Regions from separate parts of the Mus musculus genome. Here region 2 is linked to region 1. A link is a contact called in public HiChIP or PLAC-seq data. All regions are on one chromosome and are shown on one strand. The core of a region is the stretch at or near the end of the contact, and the rest is flanking DNA. Distances in the headings are between cores, read along the strand shown.

Region 1 (3,839 bases), core at 556-3,055:
CAAAGCAGAGCCCAAACAATGATTCTTGATTCTGCAGGTACAGCCAACCATGGACAACCAGAACATAGCCTCTCCACCAGCCACCCCACAAAACAAGAAATCCAAGTTTCAAGTCTACCCTCTGGAGACAGGTACGGTATCTAGAACATCTGGGCTGAACTATGGGCTACGCTGTAGTTAGTACATGATTCCATGGATATATTCTCACTGAAACAAGTTGCAGTTTATTGTCTGTAAGTCACAACACTATAGAGCCAAGTCCTGCCAGAAAGAAGTATAGACTCATTCAGCTTTCAGTTTTACATTCATAAAGTAGGCCTAGGATTTGCATTGATGGAAGTCAACACATTGTAGGATATGGGGAGATACATGTTCCAAGTCCCCTTCTCAGTGAATAGCTTTTTCTCAAAAGTGGAGCTTGGCTTTGCAAGAGATTACCTCTTGAAACCTCAAGTAAATATTTGTAAAGATTATTTTTTCTCAGTAACTGAAGACAGCATAGGGTATCCTCGCTCATAGCTTTTATCAGGCTTTCTAAGTTTACCCTGAAGCCTGGCAATGGATGGACTTCAACTGCATCCCTTGGCACACCCGCTTTTTGAGACCCCCAGTAGAGTCACTGAATTGGTACATGCTAGGAGAATAAGACTCTGCAGGTCAGTTCCTTCAGGGCAAAGCATTCAACTGGATGACAACCATCTCTGTTGCCAGAAATAGACATCAGTTAATCGACAGCATTTAAGTTAAAGAGTCTAAATTGAGGAATCACAGTTTATGTGTAACGAGGGGCATGAGAGCTGATGACTCAGAACATCACGAAGCACTGTTTACATTTCAAACACAGAGAGCTTGATTTCGCTGGTGTGAACATGAAAAAGACAAAGAGAATATGCCACACAGCCACACAGGAGGCAACATGTCTCAGCAGTGAACATTTCAGTGCCAGTGACAAAAAGAGCTTGTAGGAAAAGCTGGAGGACAAGAGGACTGAATGAACTAAAAAGGGATTTACACACAGAGACAATGGTAAAGAGAGCAGAGCCAGGCCCTTGAAGACAGGAGACAGAGAATCATACAGCATAATATCTCCTTTGCCTGCTTTCACCTGTTCTCAACAGCAACAGAAAGTGTGCCATTGGTCCACCAACCACGATGCCACGCTAACACAATCCTATGGAAGACAGAAAGGCAAATAAGGGAAATAGGGTATTGTGGGGAGGGGTGATACATATGTTATCTGTGGCAGGAGAAAATGTGAAAGGAAGATATGAAATGAAGAACTGGTTTGGTTAATGGAAGGAAAAGCCAAAAGTATCTACCAAGAGACAATGAGCTCAGGGGAAATGAAGCCCTTTCCCCAATTCTAAGAGTTGTGTCGGAACAAACAACCGCAGGCCTGCACAGAAGAGGTAGGAACGAGACACCTGGGAGAGAAAGAGCAGCAATTCACTCTTCTAGGAAACACCCCAATGGGCCTGGAGCATGGTGACGTCATTTGGCATGCAGGTGGCCTCATGTGAGACTCAAAGACATGCATTGAAAGAAAAGCAGACCAGACTGTGCAAGTGGCTGCATCCAGGACCTGCAAGCTAAAGGGGTCATTAACACACTCAGCAGGCAGAGGCTGTACCCAGTGAGTTAACGGAAGCCCCCAGGTAAAAGAGCAGATGATGACCAAATGAGAAAGAGAGAAAGGGGGAGAGGTGGGACAGGCACCAAAAGGATTGCCAAAGTAAGAAAAGTAAGAATTGGATTATACAGTGGACTAGAAAAGAGGAACTTGTCAGTTCAGTGGAAAGGGGAAGAAAAAAAAAACCTGTAAAAATAGAATAGGAAACTAGTGAGGAAAGTGGACTCCACACAGAACACTTAGCTCATTTCACAAAACTTTTACAAAATACAGTTTCATTTTCTTGGTTAAGGAGCACTGAAACTGTTAGACATCATTTCCTTCGTGCCTGTGTGCAAACTCATGTGTGAGTATTAGTGTGTGTTGGATGTCTTCTGCAGCTGTGCTAGGTCATGGCTTTTAGTGGGCCATGGGGGTCAGGGTCTCTCACTAAATCCAGAGTTCACCAATTGGCCTACACTGACTGGCCAGCAAGTCCCAGATCTTCCTGTTTCTGGCTCCCCAGTACTGAGGCAGCAGATCCAGGCAGCACATTCAGCTCTGCACATGGGGACTGAGAACTCCAGTTCAGATACTCACATGGCCAGCCCTTTACCAAAGGGGTCGTCTCCCCTCAGCCATCACCATTCCAAAAAAGAAAATAAAAGAAAATCTTAGCAAGCCCAGGTTTGAGCCTGCAACATTTTTACAGTTTCCATTCCAGGATAAGACTCAGTCTTCTTAGGCATGAGAGCAGGTAGCACACAGTTCGATCTTCCAATAGTCTCTGATAGTCAAGCATCTGTGATCCTGAGCAAGCTCTGGGACTGTAGGAGCTAATTGAGTGCTTAAATATCTTTAGAGTTGAAGACGATGCTGGAGCTGCATTGAGGATTCATTGGGAAAGGTGAATATCCATTCAAAGGAAAATCCCACCTATTGATATGCTACACTCCTTTAATTTCACCACTCTGTGCCAGAGGATAGAAGGTCCCTGTGAGTTTGAGGTCAGCCATATCTACAATGTAGGTTGTAGGCCAACCAGGGCTACGTATGGTGACATTAGTGAGACCCTATCTTTAAAATAAGATGGTTCCACAAGAGAAGATTGACTTCAGTCATTGATTGTCTTAACGTGATTTGGCTTCTCCTTCTGTTTTGTTGCTCTTGTTGTGGTGGTTGTTGTTGTTGTTGTTGTTGCAATTTTTGTGTGTTTGTTTTCTCATTCCTGCTTCTTGCTGTCAATGAGAATATCCCTGGGCATTTTTCTGCCCCTCTCTGTCAGCATCCTGAAAAGGCATACTGCTAGTTCTCATAGTACATGTTTAACCACTTCTGAGCCAAAGGACAGGTATCTGGTTTTATAATTCTTCTGAGGAAGATTGCCTTGGGAAATCATACAACACCTTCCTACCTACGAATATATTCTCTGCCTTCCTAGGTCCTAAAAACGAATGCTTTGAAAATAAGTCAGAAGCAGATTAGAGGTAGAAGTGTTTTTCTTCTGCCCTGTCTTTCCAATATTTTTAAGCCCATTATGCTTCATGTTTCTGGAAAGGCATAAGACCACATTTTTCACATCTCAGTTTTTCATGAACATAATCTCACATGGCTGAAGATTTTGCAATAGTTGCTGGAGAGGGACAGCATGTTAGTGTTCAGCTGCTGTGGTGGTGCAGTGTGTGTGTGTGTGTGTGTGTGTGTGTGTGTGTGTGTGTGTGTGTGTGTGTGTGTATGTGTATGTGTGTGTGTGTCCTTCCAAAAAGAAGGTGTTCTTTTCACCTCTTTGGGGCTGCAGCAGAGGGTGAAAACCCTACAGTTTACATTCGCTTTGTCAGCCCCGTAAGCAACCATCTGTTTCAGCTGCAGAGTGCGATCTGTCAGCTTTGCTTTAGGCTGTGATCCAGTAGCAGGGGCTTGCTCATTGTTGTCTTCTTAAGAGAACCGCAAAGCAATTAACCATTCCAGTACTGGCCACAAAAGAGATGGCCACTCTCAATGTCAGGCCAGATTTTTGCTTTCCCCAAGGCTGGAAGTACTACAAAACAACTGAATAGCTATTCAGACTGTTTCTTTGTTCCCTAAAGAGGCAACATGCTCTTTGTTATAAAGGCAACCTGGATTTCCTGACATACCATTTCATTTCAATGTCTGGGCACCAAAGATGAAACAAAGTCTGGGTACTTCCAACAAACAATCAAAACATGACAGTAACTAACACCCTGAGAGA
Region 2 (3,594 bases), core at 1,036-3,535, 410 kb before region 1:
CATTCCTTCTTAGAATAGGGAACAAAACACCCATGGAAGGAGTTACAGAGACAAAGTTTGGAGCTAAGATGCAAGGATGGACCATCTAGAGACTACATCACCCAGGGATCCATCCTATAATCAGGCACCAAACCCAGGCACTATTGCATATGCCAGCAAGATTTTGCTGAAAGGACCCTGATATAGCTGTCTCGAGTGAGGCTAGGCCAGTGCCTGGCAAATACAGAAGTGGATGCTCACAGTCATCTATAGGATGGAACACAGGACCCCCAATGGAGGAGATAGAGAAAGTATCCAAGGAGCTGAAGGGGTCTGCAACCCTATAGGTGGAACAACAATATGATCTAACCTGTACCCCAGGAGCTCATGTCTCCAGCTGCATATGGAGCATGCCAGCAGAAGATGGCCTAGTCAGCCTTCATTGGGAAGAAAGGCCCCTTGGTCTTTCAAACTTTATATGCCCCAGTACAGAGGAATGCCAGGGCCAAGAAGTGGGAGTGGGTGGGTAAGGGAGCAGGGCGGGGGGAGCTTATAGGGAACTTTAGGGATAGCATTTGAAATGTAAATAAAGAAAATATCTAAATAAAAAATAAAAATAAAATGAGACTCTAAAAATAATAATAATTTTAAAAAGTCAAAGACAAGTTTCCTCAATTTCATATGTTGTCTCCTCCATGACTCAGCCAAATTTCTGATGACTCTTATTTTCTGCCTTTAATTCTTTAATTGGTGGAGAAAATGAAGCTGATCCTTCACTCACTTAATTCTTCTACCTTCTCTCTCTTCCTTGAGATCTGTTACTTCTACATAGCCCATATTACTGGTCTTGAACTTCTGACGAGTCTGCCCAATTCTCTTGAGAGCTGAATATCTGCCAGATTCTTAACCCATGTATTAAAGTTATGGGGTTTTAAATATTTCCATAAATTCAATTATTTTTTACAAAATATATGGTTGTTGAAGTTTGTGTTTGTTTCTTGCAGAAATCATTTTCACTGTTCTCTAACAAGTTCAGCATTCCCACTTAGAAATATGAGGTATTCACATGTTAAGTTTATTAAGGGTTAGCATCAATTTAACAGACATCCAAATGGTGAAACAAGTCTAGTACGGGGAAGAAGGCCTAATTTTGTAAGGAAGGTCTGGCACCATTATCTTGGAATCAATTAGAGTACTCACACAACCCTTCAGAATCCAAGTCATAGAGTAAATTAATTCTGTAATCAAAGACACATATAATTGTCTCCCATACACACACCACACATACACACACACACACACACACACACACACGAGAGAGAGAGAGAGAGAGAGAGAGAGAGAGAGAGAGAGAGAGAGAGAGAGAATTTTCCATTCTTCTTTTATTTGCTCCTGTTACACATTAATGTATGTGGTGGTATGTATTCTTATCCTAAATAATATATATGGGGCTCAGAAATATTTATGGGGCTTAATAGTTTCAAAAGCTACATCAAGAAAAGAGTCAGATACAATTTTCACTAAAATGGACTTTAAATCATATTAGTTAATTATACAATTGGATGATATTTATGGAGGATAGTGTTTTGTGCTTGGTATAGACTTAGAAACAATTTGTTCAAATTTCCAAGAATTTCCTTCTACACTAAGGATTATAGCATCCAATAAATAGCACTTTGCATTCAAAATCAGGGTTCTAAACTGTTTGCAAAATGATAAAAAGAAAATAGATAAAAAACAAAATACCATATTGATTACCCACGGAATTGATGTTGTGGGATAAGAAATGATCTTCCTGATAACAAATTACATGATTCCTGAATGTTTTCTTAGCTGTACTCTCATCATCCAAAATGTTGTCAATCTTCTCAATGATTTACTTTGTTTATAAAATTATAGCATTTAAAGATATGACAGTATACACCAAAGTGGTGCTATCTCAGATAAAGGGTGGGGAAAAGTGACTGGTGTGGACTGCTTTTTCCCCAAGCTAAATAATAAAAATAACCCTTTCTTCCTTCCTGAGGAGAAGCCAAGGGTGTTAAAAGAAAATCGGACTTCTGTATATGGAAGAAAATGTCATGTGAGGCTCATAAGCAATGGTCGACTATTAGGAGTGTTCTGAGGCACTCTGGGAGTATTTGTTAGACTATACTGGGGTGAGGTTACCAGCACAGCTGTAGATCCTTTCTATGTCTTCTCTCAGCATATTATTTAACAAATATTTGTGGACACAGAACCAGCAGGAAGCAACTCTAACCCCAGAGCAGCTGAGCTAACTACAATCACCAAGTACAACCAGCCCTCTTGGGATTTGCCAGATTCGAGAGAGCAGCTGCTGTGCTATTCTAATACAGGGGGAAGAACATGAGTTCAAGGGAAAATCAAAGTTTTCTTTTTCTTTTTTTTTTTTTCTTTTTTCTAATTCCTCAGGGAGGACTCAAAGCTAACATCTTCCACAACTTGAAGAGGAAGGAAAATTGAGTCTGTCAAACATATTAAAAAATAGTGGATCTGTGACGTTCTTAAAAACACCTTACTGATATTTGAAATATTTGTCATATTCCATGTAAACTTTTCACCTGAGCACCATGTCTGTTCTTGCAAACTATTTTTGCTGTTTTTCCTTAGTAACTGTAGTAAGCAAATTTTCATTTTTCTTATAGCCTCAAAAATCTATGAATTCTAGGCTTGTAGATGGTGATCATGTGTCCCTGGGGACAGATATTTCCTATGTTTATACCATTATTATACTGTTCTTTCTGCTTTCACAGGAAGTCATATAAACATCATTAAGTCTATTTTATGAAATACTATCTTTATAAATGCAGGATTTATTTGACTAGGCTCCTATGACTATTTGATCACCTTTTTTGGTGTAAGCACAGTGTCATTTGCAAGTGGATTTTGTTCTACATTGAAATTGACATACAGTATAAAGTTTAAGCAGAATGATAGAGACATCTCCCTTCAGAAATGAATACAAAATGCTCAGAAACCTGCAGAGACCACCCCTACATATTTTTGTTGTTGTTTCTAACTTCTAAAACCTGTAGGGGTCATGTTAAATATGTAATTCTTCAGCCATGCCTTAAATAATGTAAAATCTTAAATAAGAGAGAAAGGTCATACACAAAGTATGTAAAGATTACTGTGAAAATTTCAGCCAAGATGTCTATGATTAAAAACAGTGCTGGTGTGAGGGTCATCTGCATAAACCAAGCAAGATATGCACAGGAATTAAGACATATACAGGTATTTTTTAGATTAGTCCTATTTTCAAGCCATCCCCAGGCTAGCGTCTTTTAAAGGATTAGTCTAGAAAACGTTTCTGACCTCAGAAAGCCTAGTGAAAGGGCAAAATCATGAAAATGACTAAAGCTAAAATATCCACTACTGGTTGCATTACAAAAGAAGAACAGTAACTTTAAGAAGAGGTATTTTATTTGGTAGATAATAATAAAATATAGTAGAGATGATAATTACAAATTACTATTTTGATCACAGTAGGTCCTCAGTTCACAAACTTTAATTACCTTTTAAGTTTATAATTCCTATACAAATTTTTGTAAATCAAAATACAAAATAATATAAAATTCTGCTGCAAGCCATGCT

What was found. HiChIP or PLAC-seq counts read pairs in DNA pulled down with a chosen protein or histone mark.
Region 2: a contact with region 1 is called in a RAD21 HiChIP or PLAC-seq map of pro-B cells, with 4 times the contacts expected there. The contact joins two enhancer-like sites. A contact is called at or near these places in 1 of 15 datasets of contacts at CTCF or cohesin (pro-B cells), 1 of 115 datasets of contacts at active chromatin or transcription factors (large pre-B cells) and 1 of 9 other capture datasets (macrophages).

The regions. Positions count from the first base shown.
Region 1 is chr10:17,199,461-17,203,299 of GRCm38.p6, forward strand. No RefSeq gene overlaps it. Among named protein-coding and RNA genes, the nearest start is that of Gm20125, 110 kb to the left of the region's middle. Within about 2 kb of position 1,806, at least 110 of the 459 cell types and tissues checked have an H3K27ac peak or open chromatin away from gene starts, as enhancers often do. A contact at or near this core is called in pro-B cells, where this site is marked.
Region 2 is chr10:16,787,651-16,791,244 of GRCm38.p6, forward strand. No RefSeq gene overlaps it. Among named protein-coding and RNA genes, the nearest start is that of Gm20125, 310 kb to the right of the region's middle. Within about 2 kb of position 2,286, at least 18 of the 459 cell types and tissues checked have an H3K27ac peak or open chromatin away from gene starts, as enhancers often do. A contact at or near this core is called in pro-B cells, where this site is marked.